3 separate regions of the Zea mays genome follow, and regions 1 and 3 are each linked to region 2. A link is a contact called in public Hi-C data. All regions are on one chromosome and are shown on one strand. The core of a region is the stretch at or near the end of the contact, and the rest is flanking DNA. Distances in the headings are between cores, read along the strand shown.

Region 1 (2,820 bases), core at 66-2,565, 130 kb after region 2:
AGCTGCCTTCCCGCAGCAGGCGCAGCTCGATGCTGCTGCCGCCGCTCGCCAGCTTCGCCTTGTACACCGTGCAGTAGCTGGCCTTGTCCACCACCTGGCCGGTCGCGTTGAGCACCTCCTCCAGCGTGAGGTGCTCGCCGCCCTCGAAGACCACGAGCCTGCCCTCTGACGACGCGTCCTGGGCGTCGTCGGCCGACTCCAGCATCTCGTCCTGCTCCGGGATCCTGCCGCTCCGCCTCCACCTCCCCTGCGCCCAGCCGATGGACACGGACGCGAGCACGACGGCGCCGGCCATGATCCCGATGACCATCCCGGCGACGCCGCGGGAGCTGAGGCCCGAGGCTGTCACGCACTGGCGCAGCGGCGGGCCGCACAGCGCTGGTTCGTTGCCTACGAACGAGTCCGCCGTGAAGCGGGAGGCCGCGAAGGACGGGGGCAGCTGGCCGGAGAAGTTGTTGTAGGAGACGTTGAGCGCCTGGAGCTGCTGGGTCGCCGCCATCCCGGCGAGGGCCTCCGGGATGGGGCCCTCCAGGCGGTTGGCGCCCAGGTCGAGGCGCTGGAGGCCACGGAACGCGGTGACGAAGGCGGGGAAGGCGCCGGAGAAGCGGTTGGCGCCGAGGTCGAGGACGCGGAGGCGGTCGCAGGTGGTGTTGGGGCCGGCCGGCTCGGGCACGGCCCCGGTGAGCGCGTTGCCGTGGAGGCGGAGCTCGGTGGCGCGGTCGCAGAGGTTCCAGATGGAGGCGGGCAGGTCCCCCGAGAGGCGGTTGCCGGCGAGGTCGAGCGCGGAGAGCGCGGGCGCGTTGCCGAGCTCGAGCGGGACGGGGCCCGAGAGCGAGTTGGCGGCGAGGTAGACGGAGTCGAGCGCGGAGAAGGCGCCGAGGTCCGGCGGGAGGCGGCCGGCGAGGGCGGACGCGGGGAGGCGGACGGAGAGGAGGAGGAGGGCGGGGTCGGAGGCGAGCGACAGGTTGGCGCGCGTGGCGGCGGCGTCGCAGCGGAGGGGCCGGCCGTCGGGCGTCGCCCAGCGGAGGCCGCGCCAGAGGCAGAGCGGCGTGGAGGCGTTCCAGGTGGCGAGCTGCGCGTTGGCGCGCTCGCCCTGCAGCGCCGGCTTCACCTTGGCGAGGAGCAGCGCGACGTCGGGGTTGGAGGAGGAATGCGAGGCCAGCGGCAGCGCGGCCAGGCAGAGGAGGAAGAGCATGCAAGGATGCATCGAATCGTCTGAAGGACTGTAGCGGCTAGACTGAGGTGTTGGGGCTTGGGAATAGCAAGCAGCTCGCGGAGTGAGGAGTGAGTTTGATCTGAGAGGAAGAGAGGCTGGATCGCCGCTCTCCTTCGGTTTCGTGCGATGCGATGGGTAAAATGTGCTTGGCTGGGCTGGGTCCCCCTCACTCCCTCAGCACTCCGTCCCTCTCCTGTGGCCGCTGTGGCCATGTCGCAGCAAAAGCAACACGACACGAAAATAGGAAGAAGGGACGTACAGAAACGATGCAGGGCAAGAAAAGGCAGATGTGAAATGGAAACTGTGCGTGCAGCCGTACTAGCTTGCAGCATATATTTGAGCACAGCAGCATTTTCCATAATTCCGTTGCACACACATTGTTGCGAATTGCCAGCAATGGACAATGCGAGAGTATAAACTTTGTACCGCTGGGAGATAGGAGCTGGGCGTACGTGTCGTGTGCACAGTAGATTTGAAATCGGACAAAGAGTTAATACGTATACCATGTACATGTACGTACTATACGTATGTCCTGTAGTTAATTCGGCGCTCTGGAGGCAGGACGCGCGCGTGAGTGGCAGTGGCAGTGGCAGGGACAGTGACAGCGAGTGAGCCGGTGACAGTATGACAGTGAGGAAACAACCAAGCAGAAATGAAGGTCCAGCTGAAGCTGCGGTTTGCAGAGGGGAGATCGGGAGGGACAATTCCTTCCCTTCCATCCGTTTCTTGAGCGGCAAGTTCTAATTACACCGTGTACTCGACACGACATCCCGTTTGCAACAAGCCAACAAGGGCCACGGTTTCTCGTTTCTCATCCCTTATTTTATCTTTTAATTTAAACTTTCATCCTATAAATAGTGTCATCAATAATATAAATCTACTATTTTATATGATCTATCATAGACAGCCTAAAGCCTATCGACAACAAAAGCTCCGGCGCTAGTTTGGCAACCTTATTTTTCATTAGATTTCCAATTTTCCAAAAAAATGAACTAATTTTCTTCGAATAAATAAAAAACCTTTAGAAAAATTGAATTCTCAAACTAGTTCTAAATAAAAAAAAAACCCTCTTCGAATGTCCGGACAGAAAATGAAACTTCAGCCACGAAAGGCAAACAAAAATATGATACTACACTCTGAAAACCCCTCCGCAATGGATGTGTGTTGTACTCATCCAAACACTGTAATCAATTTCAAAATCGGAGGCAATATGTCTCACGGAAAGATACCTGCAAAAAATGTATTGGTTATATTTATCAAAAGTAAAAAAAAAATCATCTTGCTGACGCTTAAATTGGACCTAGACCAATTTTAAGAGACTCGTGATTAGCTTTGGTCTAGTCTAATAAATAAAACTTGGTAAAACGATATAATAATAGTGCCACATTAGTTTCCCAACAGAATGAATTCACCTCTACTCATGATATATGGGGGTACATTGCCAAATGAGGTATCAACACACAATCACCAAAACTACATATTGTTGACCATGTCTAATCCGACAACCAAGGAAACTATTGGTAAACGATTGGTTATCATATGCTAGTTTGCAAGGGAACTAGCCATTCTCCGCTACGAAAAGCGTGATTGGTTATCCTTTATTA
Region 2 (3,207 bases), core at 430-2,929:
ATCTAGGAAGGGGATTTTTACATGGTTTTACCCTTTCTCATTTTGCAAGAAGGTTGACAAATTGGAGTCAACAATCTACCGATATGCCATGCCTACCTGGGCAGAGAACAGTTGGAAAAAATAATCACATCATGGGTTGTTGCATTCTACACCCATACCTTAAAAGAACTCAAATGCGCATTGAAGTACCCCTCATGGCTGAGAAAAAAATGAGTAGTCATTGTTGCACAATCCAGCTCGGTTTGTTTTTTCCTTCTTAGTTGATTGATTAGTTTCCTTTCTTAGATAATTGATTAGTTCTCTTTCTCTCTTTTTTGAAGATAAAAACATAAAAGATTTTTTTTCGCTGCCAAACTACACCGCTGCAATAGATGTATTATATTAATCTGTTTATCTACACAATTACAAAGGCTCATAACCATAAATCACAGCACCAATCAGCAATCAATTAGCTATTAAAGAAAAATATCCAAATAGCTAAGAAAGAAAACTAATCAATCAGCTATCAATTAGCTAAAAAGGAAACTAATCAATCAACTAAGAAGAAAACAAATAAACCGAGCTGAATTATGCAACAATCTCCCCCTATGTCTGTCTCGGTTCATATGACCTAAAGGATGCAAATCTTGCCACGAATTTCAGCAAACCGTGCGCACCCAAGTGACTTCATCAGAATATCCGCAAGTTGTTCTTCGTTACTCACATGATCCATGCCCCAGTTGTGAATCCTCCGGATGTGATGATATCAGACCATATGCAGCTTTTGTATGTACTGGTGCAGAGATGGCTTTATAAAGATATTTTTTTGAATCATATAGCAAGCAAAAAGGTAGTCAAATCTACTGATAATTTTGGTAATAAAATTTGGTTTAAATAAAGATACATGATCTTAGAAAGTATGATATTGCATTGGATGGTATCAATGCAGATCCGTGGGTATACAAACGAGACAAATGTTGACGTATTGTTAGGTGTAAATGTACGGATGGATCAACAGCAAACGCATGATACCGTCTGTATCTATCTAAATAAAGTAAAGAGATAACTGGATAAGTAAAGAGGGAACCAGTGGATCGAATCGATCGAGTCGATCGAATCGTAGAAGAAGCTACATGGATCAACCACGGCGAAAGGAAAAAAAATTGGAGTTGCTTGACAATTCCCATTAGAAAGGGAGGAGGTTAGATGGAGAAGACGTACATCTTATTGACGATCCTCTGGCGCGCCTCGGGCTGAAGCTGGGTGCGCCAGTCGCTTCCGGTGGGGGCAGCCGCGTTAGGGTCGACGCCGCCGACAGCAGCGACGGTGGCAGGGTCGGCTCCCTGCGTGGGACGCCAGTTGGCGGCGCCGTCCATGGCTTTCCGCCGTAGAGACTCGGGCGCCTCTTTTGCTCTTTCTGATCTGGTTGCTGACTTCGATCGATCTGCGGGGCGACAATGGAGGGAGCGCTGGCTTCGTTCAATCACTCCCCAGCTCCTCGCTGAAGACGACGAAATCGATTGTAGCAGGGGCGAAGGAGCGACCAAGAAGGAGCTAGCGACGAGCGGACGACGACGAAATCGATTGGAGCGAGCAAGGCTCACGCGGCACGCCTAACGAATCAGGATGCTGCTGAATGAGCCAGCAAATCGCGGATCAATAACCAGCGGAACATGTACAACCCTAACAACAGTTATGATACAGCCATGATATTTTAGATCATAAACATATATAAAGAGTCGGGAAGAGATGAGTTATTCGCTAAAATTTCATCTCTTTTATTTTTTTCAAAATTAGACCCTTAGAGACCTAAAAAAATATATATTAAATAAGGTTATATATGCTCTTAAGTATTAACCATATATGTATCTATGTATTATATAAAACAATTTTAATATCCGTCCCAAGCTATCTTTATCCTTCCCGTTTATTGAAAAAAGAAAAATTGTGTACCTCTACATTCACACCTCACATAAAATCAATAGAACATATATTTTTATATCTTATTAAAACAAAGACAACTCATATGATATATGGAAACTGTGGCAATACACAGGCAATAAAGCATCGGTTTCAATGGTCGTCTCGCGTCATCCTCCTCCTACAAAAATAAAGTAAAATTGTGCATAAGTAAAAGTTTGAATCTTGATTGTTAACTGCACGTTCACATCCACCTAACCAATAGAACACATATTATTGTGTTTTATTAAAACAAATCCTACCAATGCACGGACAAATTACTAGTATTTAAGTATTTGTCGGTTTTATCACGACAATTATAAATTTTTCATGAAAAATAGAAATTCACTTATCATGCTGTCAAAAATCCAATCTAAAATCGAGAAAAGAGCAAGTATTCATGTATATTGTTTTACTAACTACTAAAACCTTTTCCTTTTATCTTCCCTATAATTTTATTGTTTTTGCTGACATTGCACGTCAGTCCAACATGACCTAGCAAACTCTAAGGTTAAATGTAGTCCCTTCTCCTTAGACGCCACATGTGTGGTTGTAATAATTGATGTTAGAGTTTTGTGGCATGTTCATGCTTGGTTAGGGTTCCTGATTTTTAGTCCTTCATACGTGTTGTAGAACTTCTGGATGTAGTACAAACCCTTAGACAATATGGTGTTTTGTCTGTGCCCCCATGGTATGTTGATATGTTATTGCATTATATGTGATGTAGAGTGCGGAGGTAGTTTGGTCCTAATCCCCCCTTTTATGTGTATGTTATTGTCACGGTTCCTCCTAATTGTGCCTTTGGAATCCATGGTCGTGTTGATAAGCACATGCGTTGGTCAATGACTATTCAGTATATGCCATATAAGCTCAAGAACATGACTTATGGTTTGATAGCAATGTGTACACACTAAATGGCTTTGTAAATGATATAGCTAGCAAGATCATATGCGCTCAAGCTAGCAACTGCTAGTTTGGGTTGTTGACATAGATGGTGCAAGAGAGTGGAAAGTTACTAGTAGTGATTAGTTTGAGAATATGATTATATGTAGGATGGGTGAGAAGGTAATGCATGTAACAGTGATGTTGAGAAAGATGTAGTTGTACTTAATGATGTGGTTGAAGGAACATCATATAGTTTGTGTGGGCTAGAAGTGGATTCAAAGAAGAGATGGAGTGTGATTACACAAATGACAACTTGGCAGAATGTTAGAATGCATGGATCTAAGACCACAAACACCTACTAGTGGACATGTTGTTTGATGCAAT
Region 3 (3,011 bases), core at 79-2,578, 200 kb after region 2:
GGACATGTCCGGTGCGCCAACGGCTCTCTGGCGGGCAACGGTCGGCTGCAACATTTTAGGAAGGGGATCGGGCACCGGACAGTGTCCGGTGTGCACCGGACTGTCCGGTGCGCCCGATGACAGAAGGCAAGATCAGCCTTCCAGAATTGCTCTCAACGGCTCCTAGCTGCCTTGGGGCTATAAAAGGGACCCCTAGGCGCATGGAGGAGACAACCAAGCAACCTTAGAGCATTCTTGATCATCCACACTCAGTCTTTGCGCATCCGTTTGTTATTCTAAGTGATTCGAGCTCCGTTCTTGTGAGAACTTTGAGATAGTCTTTGAGCTCGATTCTTGGCCGTGTGTGTGCGCATTTCGCTGTGGATTTGTGTGTGTTGCTTCCCTCCCTTACTCAGTGCTTCTTTGTGAATCTTAAGTGTAAGGGCGAGAGACTCCAATTTGTGGAGATTCCTCGCGAGTGGGATAAAGATAAGCAAGGCAAAACACCGTGGTATTCAAGTGGGTCTTTGGACCGCTTGAGAGGGGTTGATTGCAACCCTCGTCCGTTGGGACGCCACAACGTGGAGTAGGCAAGTTTTGTACTTGGCCGAACCACGGGATAAATCACTGTGTCTTCTCTGTGTTGAATTCTTTGTGATTGTCGTATTGTGCAAGATCTCCTCTTTAGCCACTTGGCAATTATTGTGCTAACCCTTAACAAGTTTTTGTGGCTATAAGTTTAAGTTTTTACAGGATCACCTATTCACCCCCCCTCTAGGTGCTCTCACATCCCGCGTCCAAATCACGTGGATGCGCTATTTTAGGTATCTGTTTTTATGACAGTTATAGACACGATTCAAGGTTTTCAGCGTAAAAATCATCACGTTTGAGCGTAAAGTAGTATCAAACATAACATTTTAAGGATTATATGTGGATATATGTTATGCCTACATAAAATTTCATGAACTTATGAGGCTATTTACATATTATTAATTTCTTTCTGCATAAAATCATCGAAGAACAATTAAATCCATAAAATATTCTAGTGTCAACTAAAAAAATGCAAATAAGTGACCAAGACTAATAAACATTATATAATAATATAACCTAAAAACTCCCATATAGAAAAATAAAATGATGTATTAGTTATGTTGAAACTTAGATACCTAGAGTGATTTCACGTATAACTAGTGTAACAAGTGGAAGTAAAATAGAAGAAAAGATTTGGACTTCTTTGCTGCTAGGTTTGGGCAGTCACGTTTGGCCCAGTGGCCAGGTTTGGGCAGTCACATTTGGCCCAGTAGGGCTACGTAAACGAATTAAGGCTTTCCTCGCTCGGCCCTCCCATGGTCCTCCTCTGGAAAACCACCTCTTCTCCTAGACTTCTTCCGTTGCATCTTCTCTTCTGTTCTCCACGACGCAGTTCGGCTGCCAGACAAAAACCCTAAACGCCGCCGCCGCCGCCGCTCTTCCTCGAGATGGGAGGCAAGTGCCCGCACCGCAAGGTAAAGAAGCGCCGCCTATCCCACAAGACGGCTCGCCGCGGCAAGTTCCTCCTGAAGGCCGACGATGCCGTCTATGACGAGCTCGTCAAGCTGGCCGACCAGGGCAAGGACGCTGAAGCCAAGGAGCTCCCCGTCGATGAGGACCTCCCAGGCCTGGGACAGTTCTACTGCCTCCACTGCGAGTATGCGCTTCCCCTCTCCTCTCTTTCCCTCCCTTCCATTCCACCGGTATGCTATTTCTTATCCTCTGCCAATACAGGTATATGCCCGTACGTTGCTAGTTGTAAAAAAAAACGTTTTTCTCAATTCAGCATTAGTGGAGCATGTGTTTTAATTCATTCGTGGTACAAAAAACACCTGACTAGCGAATGATAATCCTGTTTATCTTTGCAAAAACTAATTTGAATTTCCATGTGTGCATGAATTAAAACTTACCGTACTGTCACACAATAAGATCTTAAAATACTGGATACTCTTAGTACACAAATGATCCAAAAGAAAGCACAATTCCAGCATTCCAGTCTTTCGCTATTTCATCATCCTCATGTGCCAACAATTATTGTTTGTTTCCCTTCCTGGACACACAGAAAAATGCAATGGGATCCAGCACCGTAATTAGGCCGCAACAAAGGGTGAAATTGTATAGGGAATTTTCAAGCACCCACTCTAGGAGTCTAGGGCCATCAATTTGGTTTACTTCGTCAAAGAACGGATGAAATTGAATAAGTTTCATATCTATGGTGTAAACATCTACTATACCGATATGTAGAAACTGAGAACTATTCCTGCTGCACCGACTGTAAAGCTGGCATAGCTGAATATGTAGAGCTTCTTGTTGATGGGGATGTCTGCAAGAGCTTACCGTTTGGTATTTGCATTGAGAATGGACTGTGATTTCTTTCTTTGACGTGCTTCACAATATCCAATTCTCTAATTGGGTGGTGATGTGTGTGTGTGGGGGGGGGGGACCCCTAATAAATCTGCTAAAACCTCCTTGAAGTCTCTATTTCACCCGCCTTTTTTTCCTCCCTTATTTCTAAACTTTTAGTACTATTTTACCTTCCCTTAGTTATGTACATCTAATAAATACCACAATAGTGGAAGCAATTACTGTCTGTTTCCACAAAAATAGAGCATTGAGGAACCAATTTGTCCATCATTTGTTGCCACTTCTAGGAAGTCGGTTGGCAGGCACATATATCTAAGCTCTTAATATATCATATCAAATAGTAAATATCTCTAATCAACAAAAAGGGAAACCCCAATTATAAAATTTATCCCGTAAATATAATTTATTTTTCTAGCTGTGCTCAGAGAGTAAAAGCAACTCCAAAAGAAGATGTAAACCAACCTTAAAACAGATATTAGGAAGAAAATGATTTTCCTTGCTCCAATAGCTCCCTCATCGCCCCCAAAAAAATTGCATCCCACATCCGCCTCCTCCCCTCCCGCATATTTTCGCGTGATCCCTTTCTCCCCAATCTGTTCGGCGTCTGCGTGCATGCAGGCTCCTGTGTTTTTTATTTT

What was found. A called contact is a pair of places that touch in the nucleus more often than the background predicts.
Region 1: a Hi-C map of ear shows a contact between it and region 2, with 4 times the contacts expected there. The contact joins the promoter of LOC100279361 here to the promoter of LOC103643172 in region 2. A contact is called at or near these places in 11 of 25 Hi-C or Micro-C datasets (ear, endosperm, leaf and 3 more) and 1 of 3 datasets of contacts at active chromatin or transcription factors (leaf).
Region 3: a contact with region 2 is called in a Hi-C map of ear, with 5 times the contacts expected there. The contact joins the promoter of LOC100280453 here to the promoter of LOC103643172 in region 2. A contact is called at or near these places in 6 of 25 Hi-C or Micro-C datasets (bundle sheath, ear, leaf and 1 more).

Annotation. Positions count from the first base shown.
Region 1 is chr1:206,547,936-206,550,755 of Zm-B73-REFERENCE-NAM-5.0, forward strand. LOC100279361 (putative leucine-rich repeat receptor-like protein kinase family protein) reads right to left here and starts at 1,316. Exons shown (of 1, transcript NM_001152378.2): 1 at 1-1,316. The coding sequence starts at 1,207.
Region 2 is chr1:206,414,248-206,417,454 of Zm-B73-REFERENCE-NAM-5.0, forward strand. LOC103643172 (mediator of RNA polymerase II transcription subunit 15a) reads right to left here and starts at 1,680. Exons shown (of 10, transcript XM_008666330.4): 1 at 1,201-1,680. The coding sequence starts at 1,355.
Region 3 is chr1:206,614,580-206,617,590 of Zm-B73-REFERENCE-NAM-5.0, forward strand. LOC100280453 (zinc finger protein 593) reads left to right here and starts at 1,329. Exons shown (of 3, transcript NM_001153373.2): 1 at 1,329-1,666. The coding sequence starts at 1,458.